Regions from separate parts of the Triticum aestivum genome. Here region 1 is linked to region 2. Evidence: chromatin contacts called from public Hi-C data. All regions are on one chromosome and are shown on one strand. The core of a region is the stretch at or near the end of the contact, and the rest is flanking DNA. Distances in the headings are between cores, read along the strand shown. Region 1 has its middle 37 kb from the start of LOC123063174. Region 2 holds the start of LOC123063173 (NAC domain-containing protein 83).

Region 1 (2,700 bases), core at 175-2,674, 250 kb after region 2:
CGATGAGGCGCCTACGGTGACTTCGTAAATCTCAAGATGATATGTCGGCTCAGTCTCAGCGCTTGCGTGTGTACTGATGTTCAAGAAATAACTAGAGTTCCCAATTTTGTTTTATTCACATGAAAAAATGACAATGGTTTAATTGGCCATTAATATATAATCACTTTTCTGCATAAGATGAGCCATATCATAACGTGATATTCTTATCAAGTCAAATTTACCACAATCATGCAAGCCTAAACATATTACTAATTTAACAAAAATATGTTCAATCTCTTTCGCTCCCCTATTCCATGGCTGCTAGGGCAAACACTTCCCTCCAAGCTTCGCCAACGAGCCCGTGGACTCGCCTTCCCCCTGCCTGTCGCTCTGGCAGCCGGTGTTCGGGAGGGGAATCCTAGTTCCTCCACTCCGGCTTGTTGTTTAGGTTAGGGTTTTGTAGTGCTCGCATGTGCAGCGCTTAGGCGGATGGCGATAATTCTTCTTCGAGTTTGTCTTTCGGACTTTGATTCTCCTCGAGTTTGTTCATATGGACATAGTCGACGTAGCTCCGGCGTAGATTCCTGTCGTCTTCCTGGGATGGTGAGGTTACGGTTTCTCGTCATGTGGCAAGATCTGGTATCAGATACTTCAAATCTATTTAAGGGTTCGGCGACGATAACTGTGACTCCAGTTTGCTGGTCCTAGGGGCACGTGTACAAGAAGACTTCCCGGCTGTTATCGGCATGGTCAAACCGGCTCCGATAGGGGAGCGGCCACAACGACCCGTCGGCGGTCCGTTCTGGCTGTGATAGTGTGCTCTCAGAATCTCGATGTTTTATTATGTTTGAGGTGATTTATACTGTCGGTGAACTTTAATAATACATCTCGAACATTTTCACAAAAGAAAATTTCCAACATAATACTGTAATTAATAAGGTATGACGCGCGCATGACAAACGAATTGCTTGGATGCATAAAATAGAACGGCGGCGTGTGAAATCGACGTTGCCACGACAGAGCAAAGAAAGAAAGAGAGAAAGAAACACTCTAGGAGCACGAGAAACGGACGCCTACGAGCATCCACGGCTGATGTGAGCTGACTCGCCGGAATCTATTGAATTTGAAACTTCATTAGCGGCCGGCCCACAGGCTCGTACCAGTACCACAACAACAGGGACCATACATACATGCATGAACCAACCGGTTTCTTCCTGACGTTGATGAGAGAACGAATTTCACCGGAGTGAAACTGTGTGCCGCCGAACACTGAACCAAGATGGTACTATCTGCCGCCTGTGTCTCCGCTCAATGTTCAGACAAACCATGGAAGGCAAGGTACTACATGAAATTGTATTGTTCTTAGACAGCAACGGGCCGGGGCCGTCGTTATCCTGGGACGGAGCCAGCAGAGGAGTCAAAGCCGTATTTAAATGGGACGCAGGCACAGCCTAGCCTGACGGCGCCAGCAAGCACAGCCGGGTCGAGGCTGCCAGCAATTCCAGACAGAGACGACTGGGGGAGCCCCGTCTTTTCACCAGTGTCTGCCCGGTTCAGGCTCAGGCTCAGGCTCAACCTCATCAATCAACGCAACAGTGTCAGACTCGGCGGAAAGGAGAAGATGACACCGGCGTTTGGCATGTGCCCAATCGCCTCCGTCTCCGGACGCAACCGGCGACCAAGACGACACCGGCGCGTGCGTCCCTGTACCGACGGACGGAAAGGAGAAGATCCGGTCTGGAAAGAACCGGAGGTTCCTTGTAGGGTTCCTTGTTGGCTTGGAGCACACACAACGCTCGACACATAGAGTGGATGAGGTGAAGGTACAATTGAATGAACGATGGAGGCAGGCACATGGGCTGGACTTGCTGCTGCAGTGCCACTTAACTTGGAATCTTTGGATGCGTGGAGAAATGGAGATGGCAACCCATCGGTTTTAGTAGAGTCTCACTCGTATATTTAACCGGAGTGTCTATCTTGGTCAGAGGAGATGGTGTGCCGAACCAATGAAGTTTCTTTTACACACAAAAGCTTTTCTCAAAGTTTGTCAACTTCCCTTTGCCATAAGCACGCAAGCACTAGGTTAGGCTAATTCAGCTGTCAAGCAGGGGCGGGCCCAGGATTTCAAGAGTGTGTATTCAAAATTTCAAAGGTAGTTTTTTGAAAGAGTAAAGACTTGTTTGGTGTATACAATTGATTCTAGTACCAGTTATAAAAATTGGATAATACATAAAGATATATCCTAATATAATAGATTTACATAATTGATCATAACTTCAAATTCTACACCATATAGAAATACTATTTGTTCAACATATCGAAGTGAGGAAGTGGCAACATCTAAGAATATAGAGATAGAAAATAAAAAATGGTAAAAGAACTTACAGCAGCAGTTAGAGGATAACTTTCTGATCCTTGATGCTTTGAAAATGGGTGATGATGTCATTTTACATAACTTGCAAGAAAAAATATTTTTCCATAAATGTAACCAGGCACTCATTCAACTAATTTTGCCCCATATTTCTTATTAGCTTCTTAACAATATTTTGAAAAAAAAATTAAGCAGCGTGAGATACAGAGAGAAATCAATAACCAATGTCTCATTAGCAAGATGAATTTAGTTCAACTAAGAATCAGCATAAGGAGCAACCCCAGATCCCAATTTTAATAGTTGTAATGTATTAGACCACATGAACACATCTATTTTCGATGAACAGAAAA
Region 2 (2,700 bases), core at 30-2,529:
GAAGGCAGGAACACGTACGTGGTGGAGAGCAAGGAAACAGTCGAGAACAAAAGTTATCCGTGTTTTTTCTTGTTGACACGTCCCGCTCCTGAACCAGTCCCTGAATCGAACCCGAGAGGAGCGTCCGAGACACAGGTGCTCGGTGCGTTCTCTCCCAGTCAGCACAACAGTGAAGGCATCGTCGCTGGCGCCGGTGGCCAACCCAACCGGGCCGTCGCGCCGGACGTCCGCGCTACCGCGGATGGGCATACGCCACCGCGCATGCATCGACAAGCCCAACCGCATGCGGAAAAGGGTGTCGATCGGTACGTCCGAAAGGAAACGCCACTGCTCACGTGGTTGAGTAGAGACCAGTCCATGTACCGGTCCATCGCCCGTCGCCGGAGTCCCGACGGAACAGCGCCGGTGCCGGGACGGCAGCGAGGACGGGACGGGAGCCGGGCGGTGCGGTTCACGTGACGGGAAAGCGCAGGCGACGACGACGTAGGTACTACTGAGCCTGACCTGGGCACCTGGCTGGCCAGTGCCAGACAGCCGGGCACGGACGGACGCACGCACCCATGGACGAAGGCAGCAGCACAATGTTGCAGCGCGCGGTGCTGATGCCGGCCACGCGCAATGCCCGATGGCCGTGCGCGGCAGCGTGCGTGCATGCATGGCCCCGCCCCGTCCACTTCACCCGTGCAACCGCCCGGCCGGGGACCTCCCTCCCCTCGGATGCCGCAGCAAAGCCAAAGCCGGAGCCGGAGGCGGGGGCGGAGGTGCAAGTGGCAACGGCAACGGACGGCCATGCATGCATTTGACTCCGAAAGCTGCTGTGAAGTCCACCCCAAAAGCGGGCCGCCGTTGCCGCGGCGCACTCATCACCAAACGTTTCAGCCCGGAGGGTGAACTGGCGAGGTAATTAAGCTGGAAGGCTGCTTGTGGCGCAGCCCATCCGTCTCTTTTGGGCGCTGCCGCACGGGCACGCGAGGTGTCAGCGCTCCGATTCCTTCTCCGTAGTAAAAAAAGTAAGCTCTTAAATTGAACGCCGGAATCCAAGGTAGGTGGCCGTCGATTCCCCGTTGCAGCGCGTTGCTGTAACGTGGAAGCTTCTCCTTCCCCCTCCCTCCTCCAGCACAACAGAAAAATGGAAAAGAAGGGAGGAGATGGGAAGGAATTTCGTTTCGACGGCAGGGCGGCATAGAGAAGAGAAAAGAAAAGAGAAAGAGAGAATCGGGCGCGCACGAAAAAGATGGCCTTTCGATGCCTTGTTCTCCTTCCCCTCTCCCCTCCCGGAGACAGGTGCAGAGGGAGGGAGGGTCCCTGCGTGCTTGCTTAAGCCCGGAGCTCACCGGTTGGAGGGTGATTAAGGGCTGCACGGGACGCCCGCTCCCGCTTTCCCTTTCTCTGTTCCCTTCGCTTGATGGAAAGGGCAGGGCAAGAAGAAAGGAAAGCCGAGCTCGCCGATGGCGGTTGAGTGTGTTTCACGACACCGGCCGCCTGCCACTATATAACCGCCAACCGCCTCCCCCTTTCCCGCTAGCTATCATCCCGCACCCGCACGAGCTCAACCACTCTCTCTCTCTCTCTTCTACCTCTGATCCGTCCTCCATGGAGGGGCGAGCGAGTGTGTGAGTTGAGTCTGACTTGCATGTGAGCCAGCCTACAGCGAGCACACGGCCCATCCTAGACAGAGAGAGAGAGAGGAAGTAATCTTGCTTGCTTGCTTAGTTGGGTTGGGTTGGGTTGTGCTTTGTGTGTGCGTCTATGGCGCTGCCGGCGGAGAGGCGGGCGGAGGAGGCCGCGGGCGTCGGCGGGTGCCGGGCGCCGGCCGGCCAGGGCGGGCTGCCCGTCGGGTTCCGGTTCCGGCCCACCGACGAGGAGCTGCTGCTGCACTACCTGCGCCGCAAGGCCCTCTCCTGCCCCCTCCCCGCCGACATCATCCCCGTCGCCGACCTCGCGCGCCTCCACCCATCGGACCTGCCAGGTACGCTCCACTTACTCGCCGTATCACTGACCAACGGAGCTGCCGCTGCCGCATTGCGCTGACTGTTTGCCATGTGCGTGCAGGCGAGGCCGACGGCGAGCGCTACTTCTTCCACCTGCCGGCGACGGGGTGCTGGCGGAAGGGCGGCGGCGCGGGCAGGGCGGGCGGCAGCGGCGTGTGGAGGGCCTCCGGGAAGGAGCGGCTGGTCGTGGCGCCACGCTGCGGCCGGCCTATCGGCGCCAAGCGGACGCTCGTCTTCTGCCGCCCAGGCGGCGCGCGCACCGGCTGGGCCATGCACGAGTACCGCCTGCTCCCCGCCGGCCTCGCCGCCTACGCCACACCCAAGAGCCTCCACGCCGCCAAGGACTGGGTGGTCTGCCGCGTGTTCAAGAAGGCCACGCCAGCGCGCCACGGCACAGCGGGGCGGCGTAGGGGGGACGCCGACGCCGACATGACACCGGCGTCACCGTCCCCGGCGTCCTCCTGCGTGACCGAGTCGGGCATGGAGGAGGACGATGATGAGACCGCCTCTAACCTGGCGCGGCGAGAGGATTAGAGCAGCTGACCTGACCTCAATCATGGTCCCTGTAATTTTCTAATGAGTGCCCCTTTAATTCGTGGATCTGCTAATGTGGTACTAGTCCGTAGTAGCAGCAGTAGTAATCATCAGCCCCAACTTATCAGGAGAAACAAACCGAGCTCAAGCAATCAGCAAACCGAGCTCAAGCAAT

What was found. A called contact is a pair of places that touch in the nucleus more often than the background predicts.
Region 1: a Hi-C map of leaf shows a contact between it and region 2, with 4 times the contacts expected there. The contact joins the enhancer-like site here to the promoter of LOC123063173 in region 2. A contact is called at or near these places in 2 of 5 Hi-C or Micro-C datasets (leaf and root) and 1 of 1 datasets of contacts at active chromatin or transcription factors (leaf).

The regions. Positions count from the first base shown.
Region 1 is chr3A:682,154,772-682,157,471 of IWGSC CS RefSeq v2.1, forward strand. No RefSeq gene overlaps it. Among protein-coding and RNA genes, the nearest start is that of LOC123063174, 37 kb to the right of the region's middle. Within about 2 kb of position 1,425, at least 4 of the 8 cell types and tissues checked have an H3K27ac peak or open chromatin away from gene starts, as enhancers often do. A contact at or near this core is called in leaf, where this site is marked.
Region 2 is chr3A:681,903,079-681,905,778 of IWGSC CS RefSeq v2.1, forward strand. It overlaps LOC123063173 (NAC domain-containing protein 83), which reads left to right and starts at 1,280. Exons shown (of 2, transcript XM_044486906.1): 1 at 1,280-1,969; 2 at 2,053-2,700. The coding sequence starts at 1,750. The coding sequence ends at 2,525.